3 separate regions of the Oryctolagus cuniculus genome follow, and all the other regions are linked to region 3. Evidence: chromatin contacts called from public Hi-C and Micro-C data. All regions are on one chromosome and are shown on one strand. Each heading gives the region's core, a stretch centred on a gene start, on an enhancer-like site or on the middle of the called end of the contact. The rest is flanking DNA. Distances are from core to core; before and after follow the strand shown. Region 1 has its middle 110 kb from the start of MEOX2. Region 2 holds the start of MEOX2 (mesenchyme homeobox 2). Region 3 overlaps LOC138845847 (a long non-coding RNA gene).

Region 1 (3,260 bases), core at 238-2,737, 300 kb before region 3:
AAATGCCACTAGGTGATAATTTCCCAGTCATTAAAATTAAGGAAAATTCTGGACATGTTAAACCTTATGTTAAACATAAAACCTCTCCTAAAAACATTTTAGAAGGGTCTAAAAAGTGCCCCAATTGACAAATCGGAGATCTCTTTGTACACATTATGAGCTGGAAGGAGCGTGGAAGGTGCAGGGGAGGGTTGTAGGGCAAAGCTGCAGGTGTGTTTTGCTCCTGCTCTGCTCCTGGACAGGCATAGTCTCATTGAATTGCTGAGTGTTTTTTGCATGTCCTGTAACACACGTTAGACATCTTACAGGAAGAGGCAGGTGTAAGCACAGACAGAGAGTGGAACTGACCAACTTCACAGTCTAAGGTGATATGAATGTGCATCCAAGAACCATCCAGAACTCTCACTCCAGAAGGCACTGACCTCAGGGAATTCACATCTCACTGCATTATCCAGCATCTGGGAAGGAGATTCTAATAGTTTATTGGAATTTTCCCTCTCAAAGGGAAAATACCTCTAGATTATATAGATTGAATTTCTCTTTTCCACAACAAAGTGCATGCCTCTAATAGCCAAAGGGAAAATATTCTCTTCTGTAGCCATCAGTTTCAAAGACTTGCTTGAACAGTCTAAGGGAGGGTATATGTATCCTCCAGGATTACTTCTGGGCTCCTGGGACAATACTTTATACAGCCCCCACTTTTCTGAGCCCTGTTCGTCAAATAGCAACAGATCCTGGAGGGCAGCTGGGTGAAGGACTCATCAACCATGGTGCTTTGAGCTTAACCTTTGGAAGTCAAGGCAGCCACTGGTGCCTCTGCATGCATCCTGCTGTGTGTTCAAAGATCTGTGCACCATGGTTAATGAGTGCAACAGTAAATTGTTCTGATATTCTTGCTTCCATTTTTCACATTGCACTCAGAAACACAAGCCTAAAATAAACAAATTGTGGAATGGGGCCATGCAAGTCTCTTCTTTTGCTAAGGCTGTGCTCCAAAAACACTTTCTCCCTTCTTAAAGAGCCTAGGATTTTCCAGCTAAACTTCAAAATGGACTTTTTCTGTGCCCATTCCCGACATATTTTGTTCTTCATCCAAACTGGTTTTTTCCCTGCTTTTCATGTTATTGTAAAAGAGACTTCATTGTGCCCTAGTGCATATGTTAGAGTATAAAATAAAAGGAGACTAAACTTGGAAACAGAAAGGTCAGCAAGTCTAACTAAAAAAAAAAAAAAAAAACTTAAGTAGGTCAAAAGATTCCAAAGGGAAAGAATATGGAAGAATATGGCTGAAATATAAGCAGCCACTTGACCTCAGGATCAAATAAGGAACAAATCGAAGGCTTGGACACACTTATGAAGGCAGATAATTTGAAAAATGTAATCCTCAACTAAACTAAAAAAACATCCAAGGAAGGCAGCACTTGAGTCCAAGGGGAGGAATCCCTCGGGAACTTCTGGAGGGAGAGACTCTGTTACAACATTTTCCTGGCCTGAGAGCTGAGTTAGGAGGAAGCGGACAGAACTCAGCCCCAAAGCCAGATTTCAGGCTCAACTGGTTGGGCTGCCAGGACATCCTACACACCGGACAAGGGCAGGGAAGCCAAGACTACCCACATTCCCAAGCTTCCAGATGAAGGGAACCTCAAGGGGGTGCTTGATTTATGAGGAATAGCTGCCCTGATGCATTTAAGAAAGGGAACCTTGTCCAACACTCTCACCTGGGATTGAGGACTCTGGAAAACAGGGTGGGGGGAGGAAACAGATTAAATTCCTCCTTGGCTAAAATAGTAGAAGTCCTGGGAAAGAGCCTAAGACTAGAGTAACAGTATTAGCCAGCAGTTATGGAACCCTTAACTGTTTGCCACGCTGTGGTTTTGCACACGGAATCCCTTCTATGCTCCCTTAAATCCTGTGAGGCATAAGTCACTATTGCATCAGTTTTTGTCAATGAGGAAGAAGCTTGGGCCATGTTGGCTAATCCATCAATGAGTATGCTATAAGCATGCAATGGACAGTACAGACAGGATTCAAACCCAGGCCTTCCTGACCTAGGGCCTGCATTCTGGGCCACCTAGGGTGTTAGGTGGATGAGCCCATGCAATAAGGATAGTCATGAATTGAGAAGCAAATGCAGTATGCTTATGATTTATAGGGTATACCACTTAAATGAATGAATCTCACCAGACAAAGATTTCAGAGAAGGCGACTTGCAACTATACAACAATAACAGCAAACAGGAAAACTACTATATTTAGACGGCTCTAAAATTTTGAATTTCTATGAATGGGGCCCACTCCTTTATTAACTTATTATTCCAATTTATTGATCTTAAAATAGTACCATTAAGATTTAAAATTGTGACTATAATGTTACTTCCTGTGCTATTGCTATTTGCATTCAGACTTTCTCCCTTTTAACACAATGCTCAGTTCAGTGGTTAACATAAAATATGCACTCAATAAGTATTTTTTAAATAATGAGGTAGGTTGTATTTCCCTCATTTTACAGATGTGACAACTGACACTCACAGAAAACTTACCAAATGACCACAAGACCTCATGTAGGATTCAAATGTATTTTTTTTACTTCAAAACCCATACATTTGGTACAATATCAAAAGCCACAAAATTACAAAATTATGTTGTTATAGAAATGAAGAAAGTGACTTGAAAGGAGATTGCACTTGAGCAGGGTCTTAAATAATGAGCAAAAGCATTCACGGAACAAAAATTGATTTTATATGGGGATGTGGAAGAGGGTAAAGGAAACTATTTTCGGCCACTGCTTCCAAATTTGTTCACATTGTGACACATATAACAATATTTATGGCTCACTTTGGGAAATGGGGAAACAATTTAGCTAGCGGTAACATTCCTGAGTTCTGTGGCCACCCCTGGCTCTGACCAGCTACCTCATGAGCTAAGGGACCCATATCTTATCACACCTTTAGTCATGGGCTGAATAAAAATGTTCGGGATTTACCTGTTGAAAACCTGTGTATATAAGATACCATGCAAAAATATAGGTTTCAGGAAATGCGTAAAATATGTTAGAAACTGAGAAATTTAGTTTGGTTTGGAAAATATGGTAGGAGACATGATTGGAAAAGTAATTTAGTATCAAATTCTGAAGTTTCTTGTATTTAATACACTGAAATTGTAAAATTACATTAACTATGTAAAATATAATAATGTTAGGATTTTCCTTTCTCAACATTTTCTTCAATATCATTTTGTTCGTTTAAAGTTATATTTCTAACT
Region 2 (3,228 bases), core at 252-2,751, 410 kb before region 3:
TTTCGTCATCTATTTGTTTAAAAATTTCTGACATGCTCCTTAAAAAAAAAAAAAAAAAAAAAAAAAAAACTTCTTAGACACTATCTTCCTTTCCCAAGAAAGGGAAGCATTTACCATTTAGAATAGGTTGCTATTTAAGGAATCCTGAAATCCAGAATAAATAAATAAATAACCTAAAACTTTTTTTTTTTCTCATACGCTCTGCCAAGTTCCATTCCAAGGTTCCAAATATTGTGCAACGATTTGGAAAGCCAGTTAACGATGGGAAAAAGCGAGCCATTCGGAGTCGGGAACATGCGAGGCAGAAGTCCGGGAGCCGCACCCGCACGCCCGCCCCACGGACACGCATCCCCAGGCGCACGCCCCTCCCGGCGCCGCGCCCGGCCGTCACGCCGCGCAATCGATTTCACAAACTGTCACTCGCTCCCCTTTGGTCTCAAACTTCTGGAGAAGTAGTTTGGGACCTTGGGAAGCCTAGAGCTGCCGCTGCTGGCTGCGTGTAGGTTGCGCACAAGGGTAACACTCCCCTCGCCCCCCCAAGTAACTGGGACCACAGCCGCATCTCCCAAACCTGCGCGGGCTGGACACTGCCCCAGCTTTTGCTGTGCCCCGCTGCAGCCTCCAGCGCTTGCAAACTGCCGCCCTGGCCCGACCCAGCTGCGTCTGCACTCCGGCCGAGGGTCCTTGGCGCGCACCTTACCTGAGCTGTCGCTTTTCCTCTTGCCCCCGCTTCGCTTCTCCACCTCCGCGGGTGACAGCGTCTGACGACCGTAGTCCCCCGGCGCGCAAGCGGCCCCAGTCGGGGTGCTGGAGCCCAGGCTGGAGGAGTTGGAGCACAGGACCGGCGGGCTGCTGCCCAGTTCCGGGGGCCCTCCGGAGTCCGGCTGCAGGCAGAGGCTGTGGCGCGCCGCGCTGGGCGGGGAGGACATCTGCGGGAGGTGCCAGTTGGTTTGCAGCGCCTGGTGCTGTTGCTGCTGGTGGTGGTGGTGGTGGTGATGGTGGTGGTGGTGGTGGCCCCGGTGGTGCTGGCTGGCGAACATGCCCTCTTCGTTGGGGTATCCCGCGATGATGCACGAGGACGACGAAGTGGAGAGCTCCGGGTAGGACATGTGGTCGGATCTCCCGTGCAGGGCGAGCGACGACTGAGAGAACGGGTGCAAGCCTTGCGCCGTGGCGTGCGGGCTGCGCAGGCAGCCAAAGAGCGGGTGTTCCATAGCATGCAAGTCGCGGGCTCCAGGCGGGAAGACTTCAAGACGACCGCACCAACGCTGGCACCACCAGCCTGCGGGCGCTTCTCCGTGGCAATCGTGTGGCTTCCCCCGCACCCTACGCCGCCCCTGTGTCCCCAGGCCAGAGCCGCGCGGGCTTTCCGGCAGCGCTCGTGTAATCCCTGTCCTAAACCCTCGGGCCGGTCTCCTTCACATATAAACACTGGGACCCAGAGGAGCTTCCCTCCGAGCGACTCGGATGTCAAGAGTGGGAGCGGTCGAAGCCAAAAGAAGGTGGTCCCAGAGAACTATACGCCTGGGGGGTGGGGTGGGGGGGGGAGGAAGGGCTCTGGGAGGTTATAAATAGAGTGTAACGTGAGCCGGGGGCTGGCTTAGGAGCCTGGCGCTGACCACATGCGAGCTCCTCCAGCGCGCCCGCTCAGTCTGCGCCCCGCGCTCCCAGCCCCGCTTCCCACTGCCGGCTGGACAGTCCTTCCGCGTGTCCCCGCCCGCCCGGCCCTGCCAGCAGCCCCGGGCTGCAAGCCGCGCACCAGGCGCCGGGATCCCGCCAGTCCCGGCTCCGCACCCACCCCCCAGCCCCTACCCGCGCACCATGACTTGTCAGTGCCATTTGGAAACTGTCACCCGCAGGAAAGCTTAGGGGTGCGCCCAACCCCTGGGGGAGTGAGCGCGGCTGAAAAGGGCAGAGCAGAGCCAAGTCTAGCGCACGCTGCGAGAAGTTTCTCAGACTTCGCTCGCTGCGTGCGCCCCGGGGCACAAGGCGCGCCCGGCTTTTTGCCGCCGAGGTGTGTGCGCCGGCCGGGCACCGGGCTCTGGGGTAGGGTCCAGGTGCGGAGTTGCGCAGCGCGACCCGCAAGTGGGCAGCGCTCGAGACCGAATGGACCGGGACTGGGTGCGGTGAGCCGGCGGAAAGTGCGCGGAAGCCCGCGCCCAGGCATCCCGACGTGAGCCGCCTACTGGTGCCCTGCCTTGGCGTCCCGCCCCCTGACCGTCACAGCGAAACTGGTCCCACTCCATTTCCCAGCCACCAGTCCATCTAGAGCAAGCTGTCCTGGGCCGGGAAGATTCTGAAGAGAGTTTGTCCCTGTCACATGCCACGTGCGGATTTGCACGCGTGCTCCCAGCCTCGCCCCCTCCTCCCCCAGGAGGCAACCCAGGGCCCTTGATTTTCCTCCAGAACCCCACCGCCTCTCTCCCGCTCCCACACAAACCAGCTCCTTCCACACACTCCTCCTCACTGCGCTATGGTGCCACTGATTGGGAAACCGAACACTCTGATGCGTGCCATCGGCGCTTGGGCGTTTCGGGTTTGCATCCCGCAAACAGGAAAGCATAAGTTTGGAGTCCCTGAGCGCATGCGGGCCGCTGGCTCTGTCCCGGGGGCGCACCGGGCCGCGGGGCAGCCGGCTCCCAGCTGGGCCGGTGCCGTCAGGAGCGCGCGTGCCCTCACTGCTCCCGGCCGTGCCACCAGCGGTGTTGCCCCGTTATTTTCATTGTCTCAGGTGTCCCGAGGATGGGGACCAGGTCTTTGAAGTTGTTCCTGAGATTAATGGGCACAGCAGACGGGGCTGGACATCTGGTTCGAATTAGGGGCGAGTACTGAGCCATCTCTGGGCGGTGTCCCCGACGGACGGGCAGGACCCTCGGGCCCCTGCCCGTCCCCGCGGTCCTTTGGAGGGGAGCCGCAGCGCCGCAGCTTGGCGAGAACCCTGGCATCCGCGGGAAAGATGGAATCCGTTTCCGCGGCCTGGAGGTGGGGTGCAGCGGGGGTTTGATGGGGAATTGGGAGACGTGTGAGCACTGCTGGCTTGAACGGAAATGGAGCCCTATTTGGAGGGAAATTAGTTTTGCAGACTTCGTTTAAAAAAAAAAAAAAAAACTAAAGCTTTTGTTGAGCGGCGGCTCAGCCTTCCAGTCTGGGTCTGAGCTGGAAGCGGCCGCACGCCGTGGACGGTAAGGTTTTCTGCGCCCGCGTTTCGGCATCTCCTGCGGTTCCAGA
Region 3 (3,224 bases), core at 676-3,175:
TTTCCAAGAAATTCCCGCTGGCACACGACACCCCAGGAACAAGGAAACCCCAAATCACATCTTGCTAAAATTATCCCTTGTGAACAAGTATTCCGTGTAGTACAGAATTGTACTAAAGTTTTTATTAATAGCCCAGTTTTGGGGCTGGCACTGTGGTGAAGTGAATTAAAGCCATTGCCTGCAGTGCTGCCATCCCATGTGGGTGCCAGTTATAATCCCAGCTGCTCCACTTTCTCCACTTTCAATCCAGCTCCCTGCTAATGCACCTGGGAAAGCAGTGGAGGTTGGCCCAAATCCTTGGGCCCCTGCAACCATGTGGGAGACCCAGAAGAAGCTTCTGTCTCCTGGCTTCAGATTGGACCAGCTCTGGCCATTGCAGCCATTTGGGAAGTGAACCAGCAGATGGAAGACTCTCTCTCTCTCTCTCTCTCTCTCTCTTTCTCTCTCTTTCTCTCTCTTTCTCTCTCTTTCTCTGTAACTCTTCCAAATACATAAAAATTAATCTTTCAAAAAATCTCAGTTTTGATTTTCTTATTTCCAGACTCATTGCACAATTTTTTATCTTGTCTTTATATTATCTATAGCTCTGTTTTATCAGAACTGAATGAATCTTGGGCTTTGTATTATTTTCACACCATGTAAAGAGAGATGAGGAAATAATTCCCCAGTCTCGGCCTTGCACAAAGGAAGGCTCAGTTAGGGAGCACTGCCAACCTCCAGATAAAATCTGTTTATAGGTTAGGAGTGCTTGCCATCCCTGCAGATCAGATGTCCACAAACACATTGCTGTATCGCCTCCTCTGACAGCTGCTGACTTAGGGGCGGTGACTTCACATCATCTCCCAGCTCACTGGATTTGCTCAAACGTCCCATTCTCAAGCAAAGAGCAGGTTTTCAAAATTCTACCTGAACCTGCCCTGGGAGCAGCACGCTCTCATGTTCAGGGGCAGCACGTGGCTGATGAAGTATTTGGTCTAATCTCGCAAGCATCCCGAAGCACCTGCGGGCGTGGAGGCAGAAACACACTTGCGCAATGGTGTGTGTGGTGCTGATCTGTCCACAGCTTATGCACCACTCACACTGGCCTGTGTGCTGTGCCTTCAACATACCACGTGTGATCCTGCTTCAAGATCTTTTTATTTCCTTGTCCTCAACTGGAGATAGAAAGATGGTTTGCCTCTTCCACAACTGCGTGCTCAGACGTCGCTTTCTTAGTGAGATGTCATCGGGGCACTCGATTTAAAGTTACAACTCTGCCCTCCCAGCACTCCACAGCCTTATCTGTTTCTCCCTTCTCTGTCACACTCACCACCTTCTCCTGGTTTCTAGATTAACTGCCTCTTATTATTCTTGAACACCAATATGCACGACACTCCAAGATGCTCGAAAAAAACATTTTTAATAAATGAATGAATTTAAAGATGATGTAACTGATGTCAGCTTATTATCTGGATATAAAGTTCAATGTGTCATTTTTTCAGCATAAGGCTGAAAGCTCTGTGTTCTTTCTAATATCCAATTGCTGGGGTTCCCCCTCCCCCAACAGATTTTTTAGCAACCCCCATGTCCAAGTATTAACATCTCACTGACCTTCTTTGTCAATTCTTGTTTGACATTTCCTAGCTCCACAAAGAGGGGTTTTCCAAGACAAAAAAAAAAAAAGAAAGAAAAAAGAAAAATCTCACAAATAAAAAAAAATTGGCCCTGCTGCAAGGATGAAGGGAAAGTGCCCCCAAGAGATCACGTAGACAAAAGGCAAGAAGAGCAGGGGCCGGGGCTGGAGGAGAGAAAGCCCAGGGCCCAAGGAGTTCCCTGCTCCTCTCCCCAGATGAAGTCTCTGGTCGGAGCCGGTCCACCCCACTCAGAGGGCCACTAGGATCCATGGCTGCTAGCCAGTGCTGTGCTGAACTCCCCAGCATACTGTGTCCTGAGCAGATGTCCGCAGGGAAGGGATGATTTCAGAAGATGGATCTGCCCCCGATGATTTCTCCTCTGGCCTTGGCTGGGGGACTTTTTCCATCTCCCCTAGTTTTTTTTTTTTTTTTCAGTCTAGATTTTTATGAGTTCTGAACAAGAGTATTTTAGATGTCCCTAGTAGCTGAGATCCAGTCTTAGACAAAAGTCCTCTAAGACTGAAATATAAATAGAGAAGCCTTCAGGATGACATCATGCTGTATGCACACCAGAAGTGACCACAAATAACCTACAATAACCTTTAAAATTAGTTTTTTCCTGACTTCATAAAACAATATTTTATTTGGCAGGCATATATTGGCAAGCTTCTTCAAGAGCTCTATTTGTTTTCTGTATCCAGGAAGACACAACCACTGTTTTCACATAGGTTTCCTTCTCTGCTGTGGTTTTGCCATTTTCTGCTTCTTTATGAGTGGCTGCTGCAGAATGTTTTTCTTGGGGACGTTTATTAAGAGCAGAAGGATATGAATGAACAACCATCCTTATAACAATGCAGGGCGGGTTTCTCCTTACCTTTCTCCCAAGTTCCAGGGACAGCAGTGGAACCGATCCACCACAACCAACTCGCTCTGTCCTGGGTTCTCTAATGTGTGGCTGGAGAACATATCTGAGAGTCCATTGAAGGAATTTGGTCCACTTGTCCTTTGATGCATTCCTTACATTCAAGATTAGACAGAGAATATAGCACCATGACACAGCTTGAAAAGAGGGTAAATCTCTTCCAGGCCAAAAAAAATTAAGCTCTAGCTTTGACAACACGGTCCCCTTAGAAAATAAAAGTGATATATTTTTTTCTAAGTATGCTACTGTATTAGAAAATGCTTTCTGGGAAGGAGGCAGGAGAGTGGAAAAGGAAGGAGGGAGGGAGAGTAGGTTGGGGAGGATGGAAAGTATCATTTTGTTCTCAAAACTGAATATATGCACTTCATGATATTTGCTTTCTTTGCATAAATAAGTACATAAAAATCCTTTTCCGAATCTAAGTTCCCACCCCTCGGTTTTTCAAAATCCTCTGCCATTTCCTAGAAGACGAAGAGGAGGGAGTATAAAATCTTCTCAAAGGCAATAAAAACAAAAATAAATATTTCTCAAATAAACAGCACTTCCAGCCTGTGCCACCGTATTTCATTTTCTTCTTTCTACCCCTGCTCACCATCTTCTCTCACACAGGCAGAGAGGAAGGTTCCAATAGTTAACCTTGTACTGTTGACCCAACCAAAATTAACTGGCTATGTAACAATTTAGTTGTC

The links. A called contact is a pair of places that touch in the nucleus more often than the background predicts.
Region 1: a Hi-C map of an unstated tissue shows a contact between it and region 3, with 2.0 times the contacts expected there. The contact joins two enhancer-like sites. A contact is called at or near these places in 2 of 6 Hi-C or Micro-C datasets (psoas muscle and an unstated tissue).
Region 2: a contact with region 3 is called in a Micro-C map of ear pinna, with 5 times the contacts expected there. The contact joins the promoter of MEOX2 here to the enhancer-like site in region 3. A contact is called at or near these places in 3 of 6 Hi-C or Micro-C datasets (ear pinna, psoas muscle and skin fibroblasts).

Annotation. Positions count from the first base shown.
Region 1 is chr16:7,397,869-7,401,128 of mOryCun1.1, forward strand. No RefSeq gene overlaps it. Among named protein-coding and RNA genes, the nearest start is that of MEOX2, 110 kb to the left of the region's middle. Within about 2 kb of position 1,488, at least 2 of the 8 cell types and tissues checked have an H3K27ac peak or open chromatin away from gene starts, as enhancers often do.
Region 2 is chr16:7,290,874-7,294,101 of mOryCun1.1, forward strand. It overlaps MEOX2 (mesenchyme homeobox 2), which reads right to left and starts at 1,502. Exons shown (of 3, transcript XM_002720835.5): 1 at 701-1,502. The coding sequence starts at 1,214.
Region 3 is chr16:7,700,551-7,703,774 of mOryCun1.1, forward strand. It overlaps LOC138845847 (a long non-coding RNA gene), which reads right to left. Exons shown (of 2, transcript XR_011383048.1): 2 at 1-2,629. Among named protein-coding and RNA genes, the nearest start is that of CRPPA, 360 kb to the right of the region's middle. Within about 2 kb of position 1,926, at least 3 of the 8 cell types and tissues checked have an H3K27ac peak or open chromatin away from gene starts, as enhancers often do. A contact at or near this core is called in ear pinna, where this site is marked.